2 separate regions of the Sus scrofa genome follow, and region 1 is linked to region 2. The links are chromatin contacts, called in public HiChIP or PLAC-seq maps. All regions are on one chromosome and are shown on one strand. The core of a region is the stretch at or near the end of the contact, and the rest is flanking DNA. Distances in the headings are between cores, read along the strand shown.

Region 1 (3,540 bases), core at 144-2,643, 78 kb before region 2:
GAACAATACACTTCCCAAGTAGGAAATGTCACCACATCTCATAAAATACATAAGGGATGAAGAACAGCGTGGAGCAGCCCCAGAACAGGGCTGAGGGGGAGCAGGGACCAATTTTGTGTTTCTGCTTCCTAAGCTTTAAAGAAGATAATGACACCTTTCAATAGTATTTTATGGAGGTATGTTTAACAACCCAGGGGAATATACACTGTATATTAAGTTTTTAAAAAAAGAACAAAACTATTATAAAATATATAAGTAAAGTGTTCCATGTGTATGTGTTTAGAAAACCTCAAATATTACTATTCATTATTTCTTGGTCAGATTTATCTTCTTTTATTTTTTGGATTTCTTGAATGCTTTATGATACCTATGTATTGTTTTACGGTTAGAAAAAGTAATAAAGACTCTTGTAAAAGGGAGAGAGAGTTATTTAACTTGGTAGAAATAAGACCTTACCCCTAGTTTGGGCTTAGTACCACAATAATATACAATTCCCAAAAGTGATGGAAGATATGTGTTGAACTCGACTTGTCCAAAGTCAAACTCATGTTTGTTCCCCCTAAGCTTGGCTCTCTTCAATTCTTATCTATTGCAGGGGTTATCTTTCCACCCACTGAGTCAAGCCAAAACATCTCCCTCCTGACACAGCCCCTTAGCCAAGGCAACACCATCCTGAAAGTTGATACCTAAAATCTCTCTCAACTATCTCCCCTCCTCTTCTTACCTCCAGCCATCATACCCCTCCACCCCCTGCTCCAAGTCCAGCCTATATCACTCCTAGAAACTGGACCACTGCAGGAGCTTACAATCTGCTTTCTCCATGTTCCTCTTCTCAACTTCACCCCCAAACCATTCTGCTTCCCATGTCGAAGCCAGTCCTGATGGCTACTTTTCACTGAAGAGCCATTCCTCAAAGACATGTCAAGTATAACATAGACTTGAAACTCTAGATTTCCACCCAACAAATCTGTTCCTTGTCTGGCCTTCACCGTCTTAGGAAATCATAACAGCATTCCATTAGCTCATCCACCAACCATAGAGGCAACCAGTTCATTCATCAGTGGAAAAGCCTCGTCAACCACAACTCGAAAACATGTCTTAAATTCTTCATTCCACCTGCATTGCTACAACCAGAGCACCACCACTGTACTCTTGGGTGCAGTACTGCAGTCACCTCCTAACTGGTCTCCCTGCTTTTGTTCTTCACCCTACAATCACTTATCTGCAAACCCAGAGAGATTTTTAAATCAAAGAAGAACCAACACCTGATTATATTCCTGGAGGATTTGCACATGACATGGGAAAAAAAGGGATGCCTTCTCTTGCTCAACTTGTCACTGCCCACTTCTCAGAGCTCATCTCTTAATCACCGTTTTGCTCACCAGATTCCTAGCGCACTGACCTCTTTCTATTGCTCAAGCAGACAGTGTGGTCACAGCTCAGGAACTTAGTGCTTTCTATGTTTACTGCCAGGAATGTTTGCCTCTGGGTTTTTTACAGCCTGTCCCTCCTTATCTTGCCAAGCTCAGAGCACACGTTAACCTTCTAAGGGAGATTTTCCTGGTTGCCAGTGTAGACAAGCAACCAACATCTGTCTGGGATCCCTTGGATCCAGTTTCATTTCCTCCTTTACATTTATCTCAAATAGTCATCTTTATTAATGGCCTTTGATGTTATTTATCAATCTCCCGCCACTAGAAAGTAAACCTCATTGTCTGTGTGTTTGTTTTCCTTACTGCTGTTTCCCTGTGTCTAAGAAAATGCCAGTGATTATTACATTTTTGTTGAATGGGTAAATGAATGAATCTCTAGGACTCTCCCATGGTTTTTATGTGAGTCTATCTCACTGTCTCTGTGAGATTAAGTCCCTGCCGTAGTCTAAGCTTTCACAGTACACACTTAAATTAACCATAGATAATATGATTGCTTTGACAAGTTTGCTAGAAATTGAACTGCCTCGCTGCTGTGGGAGCAGGTGAAGTCATTAAAGGCACGATGGTACATTTGAGAACGCATGTGCAGTCTCCATGATAGCCCCAGAGCTGGGGGGTCCATTGCTCCAAGTGGCCTGAGGATCCCATTTGCCACTCTCTGGCATCCATGGTATGTGCTGGGGGAAGCGAGCAGCTGCCACATGATGGGTCAGGATGCAGAGGAAAGGCTTCACCTTCTGCCAGTATGCTTCTGTCCTGATCTGGGAGAGACTGTGTCCCTCAGAGAAGAGAAAGGCAAAGGCATTCCAAGAGGGGAAAGTTAGGACCAGACTTCATTGCTTCGTTTCTGTCTGACACATCCTTACACTCCAGTCATCAAGCAGTCACATTAGAGTTGATGTCATAGCCCAGTAAACAGGTCTGGGAACCCCCTCACTCAGACTGGACATTGACCACCACATCCATCCATCTGTGGGGAGCAGCCCTTAGAGGGGCGCTCTTGACAGTAAGCACCATTATTCAACTGCAGCACATCAAGTCGAAATGACTCATGATTCAAACAGCCGGACGAATAAAGCCCATTTTTAAAAATCATTTCCTCCAATATCTTACAGTAGAGTTTGGAACCCCTGGTGTTCTGGGCTCTGTGTGTCTCTCTGACAGGCAGTAAGATGGACTCATGTAAAAGCTGTCAGAAAGTTTTGGAGACTAAGGTGGCTGGGGCAGCCTGATGTGTGAGAAGAGAACGTCCATGGCAGAGAACCAGGCACTAAGGTCAGAGAATAATCTAGGTGACAGATGGCCCTCACTGTCCAAAGTAAATCAAATCTCACCTCGTTCATGCTGTGAATGCTGAAATGAATAGCTCTGCTTGCACACCATTGGAGGAGGGGAGGAGACATCAAGACAGAGTCTGAGGCTGTAAGAGTTTGTGGCTGTAAGTATAAGTAGATCAGTTTGCCCAAAGGCACTTTCTTTTCCCTGTTCCACCTAGTATGCTCAAGGGATAGCAATCAAAATACAAAGAAAAGCTCTTGGAAAAAGTAGATCCAGGGGCAGATGTAGAGACAGTTTTCCTAGATAGGCAGGGTTGCCTAAACTCAAGTCCACACTTGGAAACCAGGGCCTTTTCCCCCAGGAGAATATTAGCTCCCCTTAAATATCAGAGCTCCTGTTGTGGCTCAGCAGGTTAAGAACCAATGAGTATCCATGAGGACATGGGTTCAATCCCTGGCACCGCTCAGTGGATTAAGCTCATTCATTGCCATGAGCTGTGGTGTAGGTTGCAGATGAAGCTCAGACACAGTGTTTCTGTGGCTGTGGTGTAGGCCGGCAGCTGAAGCTCCAATCTGACCCCTAGCCTGGGAACATCCATATGCTGTTGGTGCAGCCCTGAAAAGAAAAAAAAAAAAAAATCACCAGGACAGGAGTTCCCTTGTGGTGCAGTGGTTTAAGGATCTAGAGTTATCACTGCAGCAGCTCGGGTCACTGCTACAGTGTGGGTTCGATCCCTGACCCAGGAACTTCCACCGAAAAGAATTTTTAAAAAATCTCCAGGGCAGGTGAAAACCAGAACTGAAGCCTCATCCCATTCTTCAAGGTGAAT
Region 2 (4,111 bases), core at 147-2,646:
CCTCACCCCTGCCTCAGCCATCGGTGTATGTGAAATCCGCTTTCCAGGAGTTAGCATCATGGCTCAGTGGGAATGAACCTGACTAATATCCGTAAGGATGCAAGTTTGATTGCTGGCCTCGCTCAGTGGGTTAAGGACCCGGCGTTGCCATGAGCTGTGGTGTAGGTTGCAGATGCGGCTGGGATCCCACGTTGCTGTGGCTGTGGTATAGGCTGGCAGCTACAGCTCCGATTCAAACCCTAGCCTGGAAACTTCCTTATGCAGTGAAAAAAGACAAAAAAAAACAAAAAACAAAAAACAAAACCTAGTTTCCCTCTGTGCAGTCCCAAGAGGTTTGCATCTGTTTCACAGGTGGTGTTTAAGTCACAGAACATCAAGGAGGAGAGGAAATGGAGATTGTTGAGCCTGTCCCTGGCAGGGCTGTCTTGCCTGGGACTAGAAATGCCCCCACCTCACCCCATCCACCTTCCCCACCTCCTGCACCCCATTTCCCCCTCCCCCATTCTACCTCCCCCTCCCCATCTACCTCCCCAAACTCCATCTACTTTCCCCACCCCTCCTGCTTCCCCCACCCCATCTTCTCCTGCCCCATCAACCCTATCACCTCCTCTGACTCCCCTTTGCACCCACTTCCCTCGTCCCCTTCCCCTCCCCCACCTCCCCCATCTCCTCTACCCCATATCCCCCTCCCCTATTTCATCTCTTCCCCCAACACACACACACACACACACACACACACACGCGCGCGCGCGCATGCACGTGTGCGTGCACGCGCACGCACTATTGGGTTCCCCCCAAGCCACAGTGGCAGAACTGCTGGAGAACAAAGGCCACCCTGGGGCCACATCTTGGGATCCCTGGCTGTCCCCTGGGGCCAGCCTTGCTCCTGCTCTGAAATGGGCACTGTGGAGCCTTCTCTCCAGCCACCAGGACTTGTGTGCTCCCTGCAGCCAATGACCCTGGGGAGAGGGCCACTCGACCTCTGTGGTGGCCGCCTGTGGCTGCCCTCGGAGGCAAGACCTGCTTTCCCCAGCTGTCACTCCTCCAGGTCTGGAACTGGCTTTCCCCGTGTGTGTTCTTCCAGCATCCACACCCCAGCCAAGCTGCAAGTCCCTCTGGGGCCAGCCCCTGCCCAGCTCCTGGCTGCCTTCCCAGAGCAAGGCGGTGTCCCCATAGCACCCTCTCTCCTAGAGGCCAGGCCTATAAGCTGCCCTCTCAATTTAGCCCGGCAGCCCTGGGAGAGGAGGCCCCTCCCAGTGCAAATCCCAGGCCCCTCCCTGGAATTCAGGAGCTGCCTGGGATTTTTCAAATGGCAGTCCTTCCAGCTGGAAAGTGCATTTGAGTTCCAGCCTCCCCCCAGCAACCCCAGAAGAAGAGACTCAGAGCCCAAGGGAGGCAGCCTCGAGCTCGGAACCGGCAGGTGGGGAGCACAGGATGGCTCCCACCTTAGTTCAGGCCAGTCCGTGACTCCCCCGCAAAGCCACAGGGCCCCTGTGGGGATTCAGACAAGTGTACACAATTCTGGGGGGGTCGATGGCAGAGAACCCCCCACCTGACCGGAGATACTAAATGTGGCTGTTCAGGCAGACTTACTCTCCTACACGTGGGATTTGGCTTCCAGACAGCGGCCTCCTGTCCCAGTGCATGGCCACGGATGATCTGGGCTACTTGTTAAACAAAACTAAACTAACATAAAGACAGGTTTCCCAGCACACTTTGGAGTGAGTAACCCTATCCATCGTCCATATGCCAGGCATCATTCCCCAGCAGCTGGGTGGGGAAGAAAGCTTAATCGCTTTGAACCTGCATAATCTCTGCGCCCTCCAACTATATAAAGGTACAGCTGGGCAAAATGTCATGAAAACATTCGATTCTAGGTAACAGGGTGTCAGATGCCTTGCATGCTTTCTCACATTTCCAGGACACACTCCAAAGAACCCCCTGGCGTGCTGACATCACGTGCTACTCAGAGGACACAGCCACGCCACCCCCCACCACCCCTTCCCCCACTCCTCCACCACCCCTGACCTCGGAAAGATGAAGCATTGTCCATCTTTACCCTGGGGGCAGTGGGGGTGGGGGTGGAAATATGATGGACATAATGAGCTAAAAAATACTTGGTGCCTAGAGAAGTCACTTGAAAGATGAGGGTTCTTAAGGATCCCGCTATTTCTTTGAATTCCCATGGAACTCAGGTATCTAGGTTTCTCCCAAAGCTTTCCTGCCTCTGGCTTTTTCTTTGCTATTTCTAGAGGCAGGCCCGATTGCTGCTGTCAATAGTTTTGACAAATCACGATGGAGCTAAAAGAAGTAGGTGGAAGAGGAACCCTCCGGCCCTTGGTGACAATCACGCTCCTCCTGTTCCCTGAGTCCCCGCCACACGCCTGGCTCTCACACATCCTCCTTTAAAGGCAGACGTCAAGAAGGGGTCATGCTAGGATCTGTGGCCAGTCAGCCCTCGCTCCTTTAGATAAGATGGTTGAATGAGTCACGTAGTGATGCAGAACAACAGTAATTCTTTATTACCTCTCTGGGTTCCTATGAGTCAGGGATTCGAACAGGAAGCAGCAGGTGGCTTGTCTCTGCCCAGTGGTGTCTGGGACCTCTGCTGGGGACTCAACGTCTGGGAGGGACCCCCTGAGGACCAGTCCTTCCTATGTCTGGTGGTCCAGCAGGGCTTCCAGCAGGAACTCCCAACCTCTGCAGGTACCCCCAGCTTGCTTCCAACATGGTGGTGGGGCTTCAAGAGCAAGGGTCGCAGGAGCAAGACAACCAAGAGGAGATCAGGACAGAAGCGACTCCTATCACCATCTCCACCATGTTCTCTTGGTGGAAACATTTGCCAAGGCCTGCTGGGTCTAGAGACAGGGAGCACAGAGGGTCTTCTTCAGTGGAAGAGACCCGGGTCCATGGTAAGCAGGGCATGAATGACGGGATATAGAAAGGTGTGAATGTCTCTAGAAAATCCCATCTACCACAGTGATGAGAAAGCAGGTGCTACGGGGGAGTCCATCCTGTGCAGTCGGCACTACGCAGCCCCGAAGCCCATCAGCCCACCAAGCCTGCCTTCGTTTCCTTCCTTGTCTGGTTAGGAAACCCAGCTCTGATTCGAGAAAACAATTCTTCCTATGGTTTTACCCAGTTGAGAGGGTTTCACCTGAGCGCTCTCTTAGAATTGCTTGTGTGCTTTCTCCAGGATTCTTATCTAGAAGTTTTAGAAAGGAGCAACGACCAGGCCTTCAAGGTGGTCCCATGACTCCTTCCTGACCAGACTCCTGGCTGATGAGAGCAGCTGGTACATCGGGATTCCTGCGAGCCTGCAGCAGGAGCTATGAGGAGTGACAACTGGCCGATTGCTTTACCAAGCTCAAGGTCGGTTCAGAGGAGATGGCTCATCCAGGGCTTGTCACCCACTGAGAGAGGCCAGTGTTGACCCACCCAGGGAGCCACCTCTGAAGCAGAGCAGGAGCTGTCACTGGGCTGAGCTGTTTTGTCGGCCACCCACCCAGGAGGCAAAGATTGTTGCAACCATCCTTGCAGGACATGGATCAGGAGGGTGGGCTTGCCTGAGCCAAGGCCCCCACCCACCTCCTGTAATGTTCCATGCATGCAGGCCACCCCCAGCTGATCTGGAAAAGCCCAGGCTCAGGGGATGAGACTTAGCTGTTTCTGGCCACAATTCCACTCAGACAGCTATCCCGTGTCCCCCAGCTCCAACACAGGAGTCATTCTGTGCTGCTTGTCAGTTTTCAGGATCAGGGACACAGGCAGACAGGTCACACCCAAGTACAGTCTTCATGAAAGCCACCAAGGTTGGAGGCCTGGATCTTTCACAGTGCAGAGTGAACTTGGCGTTCAGTCCATCTATCCCAGAGGCATGGCTCCGGGTGTATAAGCACTCAAATTGTGACTCCCCATCCTACAGAAGCAGAGCTGCAAGACTCAGAGCTAAGGGGCCAGTGGCCAGAGAGGATTTATCACTCTTTCTGGCAGATGCAAATTTGCCTTGATGAAGCCAACACAGGACTGCTGTCTGGAGGGACCACGTGCTGCCAGGCCTTCATCGGCTCCACAGGAAACCCAAGGACACACTGTGTTGCAGGGGGACAGC

What was found. HiChIP or PLAC-seq counts read pairs in DNA pulled down with a chosen protein or histone mark.
Region 1: a contact with region 2 is called in an H3K27ac HiChIP or PLAC-seq map of skeletal muscle. The contact joins two enhancer-like sites. A contact is called at or near these places in 4 of 47 Hi-C or Micro-C datasets (embryonic fibroblasts, liver and skeletal muscle) and 1 of 2 datasets of contacts at active chromatin or transcription factors (skeletal muscle).

The regions. Positions count from the first base shown.
Region 1 is chr14:1,456,999-1,460,538 of Sscrofa11.1, reverse strand. All of the region lies in intron 2 of LOC106505879 (a long non-coding RNA gene), which reads right to left. Among named protein-coding and RNA genes, the nearest start is that of GADD45G, 290 kb to the right of the region's middle. Within about 2 kb of position 1,393, at least 11 of the 83 cell types and tissues checked have an H3K27ac peak or open chromatin away from gene starts, as enhancers often do. A contact at or near this core is called in liver and skeletal muscle, where this site is marked.
Region 2 is chr14:1,378,391-1,382,501 of Sscrofa11.1, reverse strand. It overlaps LOC110256747 (a long non-coding RNA gene), which reads right to left. Exons shown (of 2, transcript XR_002338666.1): 2 at 2,500-2,858. Among named protein-coding and RNA genes, the nearest start is that of GADD45G, 210 kb to the right of the region's middle. Within about 2 kb of position 1,396, at least 26 of the 83 cell types and tissues checked have an H3K27ac peak or open chromatin away from gene starts, as enhancers often do. A contact at or near this core is called in liver and skeletal muscle, where this site is marked.